2 separate regions of the Oryzias latipes genome follow, and region 1 is linked to region 2. Evidence: chromatin contacts called from public Hi-C data. All regions are on one chromosome and are shown on one strand. The core of a region is the stretch at or near the end of the contact, and the rest is flanking DNA. Distances in the headings are between cores, read along the strand shown.

Region 1 (5,346 bases), core at 750-3,249, 43 kb before region 2:
AAAATGCAACAGGCTGACGTCCCTGTCACTGTAGAGATGGTTTTCACCAGAGCGTCTTCTCACGCGCCAGATTCTGCGTTTTCTTCATCGATAATTTGCGCCCTTCAATTAAAATCTGTGCATTTTAAACTAAACCCCCGCGTGCAGAGAGCGCACGTGAGCAACATGACTCAGCTTGGTCTAATGAAGTCAGTGATTTAATGTGCTGCTGCGCTTTCCTGGCAATAGATTCCAAATCTAATCTGGGCCAAAACTGATTAGGCCGATTAGGTGGTAATGGAGCGGGGGCGCTGCGCGCGCTCGGGGGTCAAGCACCTCTGTCTGTCTGAGGCGTGGCTGCTCTTTTGTTTCCTGCAGGAAGCTGCTGGAAGTTCATCATCTCTGGGAATGACGGGAGGAAAAGTCTAGCGAGTTCGCTGCGTTTTTCACTCTCTTTCTTCAAAAAAATCATCCCAATTTTTCTCAAAGGCTTTCAGAGAAAAATTTAATCATTTTCGATTGAACTTTAACGCTTTCAAGGCACTGAGGGGAAAGATGCAACACATTTATGATTTACATTTTATTGAAATATTTCAGATTCTTTCAGTCCAAATATTGTTTTGATTATAGAAGAAATAGCATCAAACAAGTTTACTGAGGTGCGTGAGCGACATCAGATGTGGGACACAAACGTGCGCGCGCATACGTTCCTCTTTGCTCTCACTCACGAGAGGCCCTGATGATGCGCGGAGTAGCCAGGGGTAGTTTGAAGCGCGCGGCAGGAAAATCCGACAGCGGCCCGCACGAGACTTCATGACCCAGTTCTGAAGGAACTCCGAACTTCACCTGAGATTCTTTTGGACTTCTGGCTCAACACAATGTATGAAGAAACAAAGAAGACCAGAATTAAAAACAGACGGTTCAGTCAGACAAATGTTTCCGTCAGTTAATGTGATCCACGGCGGGAAATATTCAATAATTACAATTTAGCGCACGAGAATAGTTTACATAAATATTGAAATACGCAACAATAAAAAATTTATTTCAATTACTAGACATTACAATAAATAAATGAATTTTATATGTACATATATATATACATGTGTGATATATATATATAAATATATATCGAATACTAACAGTAACAGTACAAACGTATTTTAGTATTCTAATGAAATATAGGCTCTGTAATAATATAAGAATATAAATAGAAATTGATTAAATTGTATTCAACAAAGGGAAAGTAAACTAGACAGAATGAATTGAAACAAAATGTTAATCAGCAGCAGAACATTTAAATATGTGAATAATTTTATTAAACACGTTTTCATTGATATGAAGTAAATTATCCTAAAGAAATTTGCTCTTTTAATTTTCTCAATAAGATCTTCCTATAACATTGTCTTGAGTGTTTTCCGGTGTGTCGGCTGGTCCTCGGTCCGGACGCAGCAGCAGAGCGGGTCTGATGCGCCTCCTGCTGGCAGAAGGAGCACGCCGCGCGTGGAAACCTGCCGTGTGTGTCTCAGTGTGTCACAGCCAGAAAACACAAGCATGTAGGCCTTATGTGTGTTTTAGTAAAAGAAATAGCTGAAAAGAGGTGACAATCACTGGGGTGACGATGCAAAATCTGATGAAACTAGCTGCTGCCCCCCACCCCCGTTCTGAGCCCCCCTCACCCCCGCCCCGCTGTGGATCCGCCGCAGACGCGCAGCAGCTGCGCTCGTCTGTCTGTCACTCCTCCACGTGACCCCGCGCCCCGCCGGTCCAGATGGCCACTTTTCCCCTTATCTCCGCTCCACCCGGCGCGCCGGACGGCGCGGGAGTCGAAACCAAGCAGCAGGACGATCCGGGCAGCGGCGTCTGGATGCTGCACGAGCGTTTGGACTTTTAGGATAAATTCCTGTTTCGCAATTCTTTCAAAATGCAGAGTTTTGATGGTTTCTGCAGAGGCGTCTGTTTAGAGGGACGAAACCTGCAGCAGAGCAGTAGGAGGCCTCTGAAGGTGACACCTCAGGAGGTGCAAACACATCCATAAGGAGGAGGAGGGGGAGGAGGAGTGGAGGAGCTCTTCCTCACAGGATCCCTTGCACTCATGTTTTCGTCGTTCCTGGACTTAAGCGAAGCCACTTAACTGTCTAAGCTCTGGCAGTGATCATCCCGTTTATCTGGGATTATTGCAGTGAATTTACTGTTTGGTCTCCTTCCATCCCTAAAATGCCAAGTCCAAAGTCGTGTATGCAGTAGCTTTACTCAGTAAGACCTTCGCAGATCCGTCCAAAGCTGGTACCAGTTGATCTTTGGATAGAGCATGAAATAAATAAATCCTCTTTAGCAGATCAATATTCATCCTGTTTAATGCTGGATGTGAAACTGCTGGATCTGAGCTGCGGATGCTGATGTACAGCTAATCGTTGAGAAATAAGCAGCCGGGCTTTGTGCTCCTCCTGCAGAGTTCACGCAGGAAGACGGATGAGGGGGTGTCCACGGAGCAGAGTAGAGCTTCACACCCACACTGGGACAAGGGTGGGTAAACATCAGGTTTGTGCAGCGTCACAGCAGAGAGGATGAGGGTACACACACCCAACGCCCCCGCAGCCTGGACAGGCCTGCAGCATCCATTCAAAGAGAGAAGGACCTCTGACAGAATCAGGGTTTTCTCTCCTCTCTCCTCCTGCAACCCACCTTCACCTCCATGTTTGTAGTTAAGGAGCGTTTTACGTTTAGCAAAAACACAAACGGCCATTAATATGGAAGGATCATTTTCAGTGTTTTTGGGTATTCAAGTGAGTCTTCCTCTGCTCTTCATCAGAGTTCCTCCTCCTCTTCTTCCTCCTCAGATTGTCCTCACAATTCTGGGATTACGCCAAAGATCTGATCAGGACAAAATTTATTTATTTCTTCTGGCCCACATCATAACCATATGGCTGTGCAGCTGACGTCCTATAAATGTTGAAACCAGACCCAAAACACCTGCTCTGTGGTGGGATGGTGGGGGGGGGGGGGGATTTTAAACCCCACAGCCGGAAAATAATAATCATCTTACCGTTCGATGAAGCCTCTACGATGAAGGTTCTTCCACATTTTCTGTCTGTAAATTCATTTCAGGTCAGAGAAACTAAAGTTCCCAGCATTGTGTGTGTGTGTTGGGGGGGGGGGGGGGGGTATCTGAGAAGGAGGGCGGCTCAGAGCTACAAAGCTGCCGGGTCGGGATGTTTACTGAGGATTTCTGGCTCACCAGCCTGAGCTGCTGTGAGAAAAGAAGAAAGGAGGAGGATGAAGACTGAAAAAGAAAAGATATTTGGCATTTCTGACTTTTCCTCAACAAACACCCCCGGGGTCTAACAGACTCCCTAAAATAAACACAACTGAAGGGGCTGGATCAATTTGTGGACAGTGAGCTTTGCCTGGGGGGCCCTGCGCCCTACCCGGCTTTGAATGTGGTGCCGGACTGAGTCAGAGGCAGAAATCCCGTCCTTCAACAGGCCTTGGCAGACTCCAGGTCCGTCTGCAGACTCTGAGGCTCACGTCTCCACGTTCTGCCGCTCTGCACTCAGCGGTGAAAGAGGCAGACCGTGAGGGGGGTACAGAAACCACGACAAGAAGATTCTGGATTCAGCACCACCTGTGGACATCAGCAGCCTCCTTCTCATCAGACTCCTGAAGGCCTGTCCTGCAGTTACAGTGTCTGACCAGCAGAGAGCGACAAGTACACAAAGAAACCCAGCAAAATTGACCGGATTTTAAATTCCCCAAAAATGTGGAGAAATCTTTACTTTCACAACGATTTAGATCTTAAGACTTTCATAAATGTGGGTTTCATGCTGAGGGATACTTGTTTTGTTTCAAAGTATAGAAATTATGCTGAGAGTGTGCGATTTTTTACCTCAAACAAACAATTACTTTACAAGTATTATGCAGGATTTTTTGTGCAGGTATAAACCAGACTTTTTTTTTTACACACAAGACTGAGCAGCCAGATGGAAGGGAATAAAATCAGCTATTTTTTAATTCTGGTTTGAACTGAAAATGAAGTAATGAAGACATTTGTAAGGTCAAGAAATTGAGGGATTGGTTGACAAAGTTTGAAAAAAAATGTAAACCATCAGGTTGACCAGAAGAGGCTGACCTAAGTCCACCAGGGCTTTACCTTTCCTGAGGCATGTCCCCTTTGAAACAGACTGGTTAACAATGTAATTCTAATCCCATATATAGAGAGACCCTGTCAGTACTGTGATATCATAAATTATTGAGCTGAAATATGTTTTTCAGTTGCTTTCTCAGTCAGCCCCTTTCACCCATGTTTCCTGTTAACTTTGGTTTAATCTGAGTCAAAATTGGAGACAAAGATTTTGCATTTACAGAAAACACTGCAGATGACTTCATGAGGATTGATGGGGAAGTTTCCCTGACCTCCAGTCCTGCTGCAAACTTGCTTTCTGGGTCAAATGGAGGGAAAAATGACTCTTTTTTTGTGGCACAGAAACCATAAAAAGTCTGCTTCACAGCCGGAGCAGCTGCAGCCCTGGAGTTTTCATCCAGACATTCATGAAGACACGACAGACACAGCAGGAGAAGGGAGATTCCTGTCACCTGGGTTTGTTAGTTCAGCAGAGAGTTGCTGTGAGAAACAGCTCCAGAGTTAACAGGTTTACAAAAGTAACTTTAAAAAATCCACAAAGAAAAATCAACCTACCATTAAAGGCAACGTTTTGTTGGAGCAGATATTTACAGCTGAGCTTTGTCCTATGTAGCCTGGAGAGATTTCTGACAGACCTGAAGTCAACTTCTCTGTTAAAATGAAGAACCGACCTTTTACCGTATAATTGTAATAATAAAATTGCTTCGTCAATTATTGAAGACGGTTAAAGTGATTGATCTCTAATATGTCACTTGCCCCAAAAATCGATTTATAATATTTTCTGTTAAAAAAAATAATTGCACATATTTTTATCTTTTGATACTTGATCTGCAAATGCTATGAAAATTTCTGAAACAGTGTTATGTCTATTTTTTCCTAATATAGAGTTATTTTTAAACATAGTCGTGATTTTTCTAATGACTATAATCTGCATATACTTTAGATAACTGATCTGCATTTGTTATGGTGATTTCTTGAATAGAGTTACGTTTATTTACACAAAATTATTAAGTAATTCATCTTTTTCATGTGATTTATTGATACTTCTCAATTCTGTCTGATAAATGTTATGAACCGGATAAGTATAAATCATGTAAGAAAAATGGTATGGTAGAACAGGCGTAGGATTATTTAAGTTCCCTTATTTCCACAATCTTTGATTTAATAAGTTTGATACGTCTTTGTATGAATGTATAACTGCTAATTGTATTGTTTTGTGCATTTTTATG
Region 2 (5,509 bases), core at 1,083-3,582:
TGTGCTGCTTGTTTATGAGTAAACAAATTTAATACAATATATATATATATATATATATATATATATATATATATATATATATATATATATATATATATATATATATATATAAATAAATACATTTATATATATCTATATCACTGGTTGCTCACGAGAAACGTCCCTCAAGGGGCTCTGTATTTTTACTTTCTTTTATTTTTACAGTTTTAAACTTCATTCTTAAATTTATTTTTGAGCAAAAGCAACATTTCAAATGAAAACAGAAAAAAACAAAGTTCTAAAGTCTTTTCAGGGTCTTATATCTTTTTTCTTTACTTATGTATTTTTACAGGAAAACAAAAAATCTGTGACACATTTTTTTAGATGACTTATTTAATTTCATTTATTTAAAATCTAAACACATTTTTTAATTTTCTTTACAAGAATATGAAAAAATAAAATTAACCATTTAATAAAATATCCATTTAAAAAGATTGAAATACTGTTGCATTTATGTTTGTTTTTTAATTTAATTGGACTAAAAGATCCATGAAAAACACAAAATTACACAGAGCACACACACAGATACACAGATAAACTAAACTCCAGATATAATTTAGTTTTTGCCCATTTGAAATATTTCTGTTAATCAGAAATAAATTAGTAAAATAATTTTGCTTAAGCTTAAGCTGATCATAATGTGGTTTCTAAACCAAGATATTTTTATTTTGTGTTATTGGAATGTTTAAAAAAAGGGGTATTAATTTGCAAATCTATACATTAGGATATAATAAAACAATATCAGATTAATTTTATGAGGACAGATATAACAGGAATTTGGCTCCCAATGATGAAAATAATTACAAAATAGAATTAAAATGAAATACCTCTCTTTTTTGTCATTTTATTTATCCAGAATCTTTGCTCAATCTGTTTTTTATGCTCTTGTGATTTATCAAATATAAAAAAGGATTTCATTCAGTTCCGTCTGATCCGGTCAAAGCTCCCATTTCTTGATTTGCTTCATAATTGTGTGATTCCTTCCTGAACTGCATGTTCATGGCTGCTCTGCTGCAGTTTCATTGTTGGTGTGCGTGTTAAATGCCAGAGCAGTTTCCCATTACTATCAGTTACTCCGAGGCAGTGTTTTCAGCCAGTTGCTAAGAGCTTTTATCCAGCAGTGTTGCTCGTTAATACGGATCTGTGCGTTTTCCCCACTGAGGCTCTTCTAAAGAGCTAAGACCCATAAGTCTGTGTTTGCGAGTTCAGCATCCAAGCCAACAAGGCAACAAGGAGCTGCAGATCTGTAGACGGAGAGCAGCAAGCAGCTGTGTTTTTACAACCGCCGAAATCCAACGCTGCAGCGTCTGTCCTCCTATGCTGCCCTGACTGCACCTGTCACCTCCATCACACGGGCAGCAGTATTTCTGTCAGCACCATCCAGTCCTCAGCAGACCCTGCGAGCCACTCAGACACGCCGTCCACAAAACCCTCAAACCGCAGGGCCTGGCCCCCGCCGCTCCAGAGAACTGACTTCATCTTCATGTTTCTTTTCCTCCAAAAGGTTGTTTTTATCTCTAAAGAAATGCCCAGTTCTTGCAGGGTGAGGGTCAGTGTGGGGGGGGAGCCGCCCCTGAGGCAGGAGCAGGCGAATGAAGGAGAGGCTCAGTGGACCTGGGGTGGGGGGTTCAGATGGGGTCAGCTGGGTCTTCCTCTCCCACAGAGGAGAAAAACAAATATTAATCACCTCCACCACTTCACACACAAAAGAGGTCGGGATGGGGGGTGTCCACAAGAAGACATGGCCCTTACCAACTAATGAAACCCCCCCAAGGGGCTCTGATGCGGCCGCCCACCTGAAGGCCCCCGTCTGAGCTGCTAATGTTTAGACTCTGATTGTTTACGGGCACCGAGCATGGATGTCTTATTCTGAGCTCAGCTGCAGGCAAGGGGGAGTGAAGGTAACTGGACTCGCTCTTTGTTTGCTCTGCTCTAGCATGCCAACAAGCCCCCCACCCCCCCCACCCCCATCCTTCAGCCACGAGGCGTCTCAAGAGTGGCAGTGACGAACCCCACCTGGCACGCTGGCGCTGCCGCCATCTGTCCGCGGCCGAGCTCGCCATCGGGCCTGCGTGGAACCGTGCTGCCAGCGCCACTGTTTAATGAGCGCATATGAGCAAACATTTGACTGCCAGGTGGCGCCGCTGCCACGCCACGCAGACCAGGCGGGTTTCTCCACTGCCGCTCAAACCCGGGGGCATCAAAGGGGGCCTTGGATTTCTAAAGTAACTAAGCCGTAATCCACCCCCTTATTGGAGCCATTCATATTGAAATACATGATCAGAGGAACGCAGAGGCCCTAATCCTGCCAATGAGCGGTCCGGCACAGCTGCAGGGATCAAGTCAGAGTGTGAGACGGCCAGTATATTAGAAAAAGTCAGACCTCGCTGATTGGATTAGGGGTCATTGTGGGGGGGTGAGGAAATGTCATCTTCCAGCGCTGTATGCAGCCTGGTGGTCCCGGCACCGAGGATCAAGAGGTGGGGCAGTGGCACTTTTGAGGGTTCTGTGAGCCACAAAGAAGAACCGGACAGGGGTGGGGGGCACAATAGCCCCAACAAAATGGAACGCAAAGGCCGACTGTGCCAAAGGGCCTCCGCAGGTCCTGGGAGCCCCCCCAGTGAGGGCTGGTCGGCCGTCAGGAGAGGAGAAAACGAGGAGGAGGCTGACTAAAGTGAGCATTAGCTGTGGACTTAAAGGTTTGTTCTGGTTCCTCTGGTAGGAAGAGCCGGCCCGTTTAAGTGTGATTGAGCACGGCTTACATAGGATCAATGGTTATCCTCTCCGCTGTTTTGTTTTGAGCTTTCTTTTCTGGATTTACTGCGACGAGCGAGGGAAGACATTTTGTCTGGCGGAGCAGCAGCCAACATTTCCTTGGTTGTGAGTCTGGCTCCGGCTTTTCCTCCTTTAAACTGGCAAACACAAACTTCAGCATTAATTACTGTCGCACACACGACTCCTGCAGTCTGAGCCTGAACATTCACTGTAAAAACACTAACTTAGAGTATCTGCTGCTCCATAAACGAACGTGTGTTTCACCCGCTGCTGCGGATGCTGCGGCTGTGACTGCGGCTGCGGCTGCGCAGGCTTTCTCACTCAAAAATAGCCTCACGAGATATTATCTAAAGCTTTTTCATTAAAATAAAACATTTTGTTTAGAATCATTTCTGAGCAGTTCATTTGTATTGAACGGATTGATTAGAATCAATGAGGTTCTAGTCACTGATCTAAATTCCTGATGTTCTTTGATCCAAGAGAAGGATTTTCTGCAGTTAGAGGATGGTGGGGTTATTGAAAGAATCCAGCCGCTACACTCAATGCAGTTGTGGATCCAAATGTCCAGCAGACACCTTCAAACACTGATAAAGACTCTGGATGAAGGTCTTTGACTTACAAAATCCCTCTTTTTAGTTTGTGGAGTAAAAGACAAATAAAGAGCCAAGAAATCAGCACCAAGCTCTGTTATCAGAGTTAAAACTAGTAAGTGAGTTATGGAAACTTTGCTGCTGCGATCAGAAGCTGCAAGCTACACATTTAAAGCATAGCGGCTGTCCTGTCAGGTACTGGGGTCAGGGCGGTTTCTGTTAGGCTTTTGTTTTCCCTCTCCGGGGTTTGTTATGCTATTATTTTGTTGTTTCCGGTTCTCGTGCCCTTTTACCTTTCCGCTGTCTTTACATTCTCCCATCTTCCTCATTGGTTTCACCTGCCCTCCCTGATGTCACCTATTGTTAATCACTGTTTTTTGTATATAACCAGTGTCTCCCCTGTCTTTGTCACTGGATTGTTCTGTATGATTTACTCACGAGTGTTAGGAGTTCCAGTTCTTCCACAATTAAAACAGTTATTCGACTATAACCTGCTGTTGTCCTGCGTTTGTATCCACGCAGTCATCCTGACATGTCCTCAATGGGCCAGATATGAAGTATACAAGTAACTAAATGTAATGAAAAATAAATTTTACCAACTCCTTACTGTTAAATATATTTACTTATTCTAACTTTTTAAAGTGACAATTCCAGTTGCATAGAAAACATATATTTGTTGTTATTCTAGCATAAATCCTTTTACATTTGATTCTTTCAGGTTAGGATATATGGACAGTGTCTAAGTCCTAATGTGTAGTTTTTTGATTTTTGATTTGAAATGGTTCATTTCAAGCAATTAAGTAGAAATAATACACAAAAGCAATATAATCATCAGTTATACATTCATACAGTAACTAATCAAACTTAGGATAATTAGACATATTAATAAATATTGCTTGAAAAGGAGTGGAAGGACGCGAACTTATATAATCCCACCCCGTTATACTATAACCATTTTATTACATGATTTATCAATATCCGGTTCCTAGCTTTTATCAGACAGAATTAAGAATCATAACGTAACAATAAAGCACATGACAAAGATGAATTACTTAATTATTGTGCAAAAATAACTATTTCAGAAATAAACATAGCAAATGCAGATCAGTTATCTAAAATATATGCAGATTATGTTACTTATAAAAGTCATTCATATGATTAAAACATAATACTATATCAGTAAAATAGACATAACACTGTTTCAGGAATTTTCATAGCAAAATTTCATCAAGTATAAAAAGTTAAAAAACACCTGCAAAATTATATTACATTAGGAAAGATTTTTGAAGCAATTTATCAATTTTTGGAGCAAGTGAAGTAATATCATTGACGTCGATCAATTTAACCATTTTCAATAAGTGATTAATCATTTGTTTTACTTTTTTTGTATTTTTTCTTTTTTTTTTATTATAAAGTAATGCTGTAAGGGAAAATAAAAAGGGTCCATAATCTGTCGATTGTCCAAGGTTGGTATTCCTTCTTCTGCTGATTAACAGCAGTTCTTCTGGGTTTAAACAGAGTTTATAGTTCTCTTCGATGTTATGTCTGCAGACATTAGATTCAGGTCCATATCCTTCTTCAGCTGATATCAGCGGTGCTGAAAGTTGAGGTCAAGTTGTCTGCATGTCAGAACTCTCTGCTGTTATTCAGGTGACGTCAGACGTATGGAGAAAGTGAGGAATCCAGGTGTCATATTTCTTGAAATTATTTGGCTCCTTGATTTATTACTCCATGTTGTTTCAGACGTCCGTGATTAAACACTTCTCAAAGTCCTTCATGGTGTTCACAACCAGACTCTTGGACCGGTCCGGTGGACCGAGTGGTTTGACGTAAATCCTGCAGCTTTTAACCCAAGTGTTCTCAATCTGCTTATGCTTCCTGAGAAGCCGTGCATGTTTTGAGATTTCAGCATTCCTTCTGGTCAGATGGTCGTTCAGATAAACAGCGGAACCTCTGAGATTTTTACGTTGATTCATCAGAGCTAGCTTGTGTTTTTGATTCACAAACCTGATGAGGATCGCTGGTTTATCCGTCTCCTTTCTCCTGGGGAGCAGGTGGCAGTTCTCGATGGTATTGAGATCCAGGGAAATCCCTTTAGATGTGAG

What was found. A called contact is a pair of places that touch in the nucleus more often than the background predicts.
Region 1: a contact with region 2 is called in a Hi-C map of embryo, with 3 times the contacts expected there. The contact joins two enhancer-like sites. A contact is called at or near these places in 5 of 5 Hi-C or Micro-C datasets (embryo, fibroblasts and gastrula embryo).

Annotation. Positions count from the first base shown.
Region 1 is chr10:3,928,819-3,934,164 of ASM223467v1, reverse strand. No RefSeq gene overlaps it. Among protein-coding and RNA genes, the nearest start is that of LOC110014743, 30 kb to the right of the region's middle. Within about 2 kb of position 1,999, at least 4 of the 8 cell types and tissues checked have an H3K27ac peak or open chromatin away from gene starts, as enhancers often do. A contact at or near this core is called in embryo, where this site is marked.
Region 2 is chr10:3,885,799-3,891,307 of ASM223467v1, reverse strand. No RefSeq gene overlaps it. Among protein-coding and RNA genes, the nearest start is that of LOC105353708, 11 kb to the left of the region's middle. Within about 2 kb of position 2,332, at least 3 of the 8 cell types and tissues checked have an H3K27ac peak or open chromatin away from gene starts, as enhancers often do. A contact at or near this core is called in embryo, where this site is marked.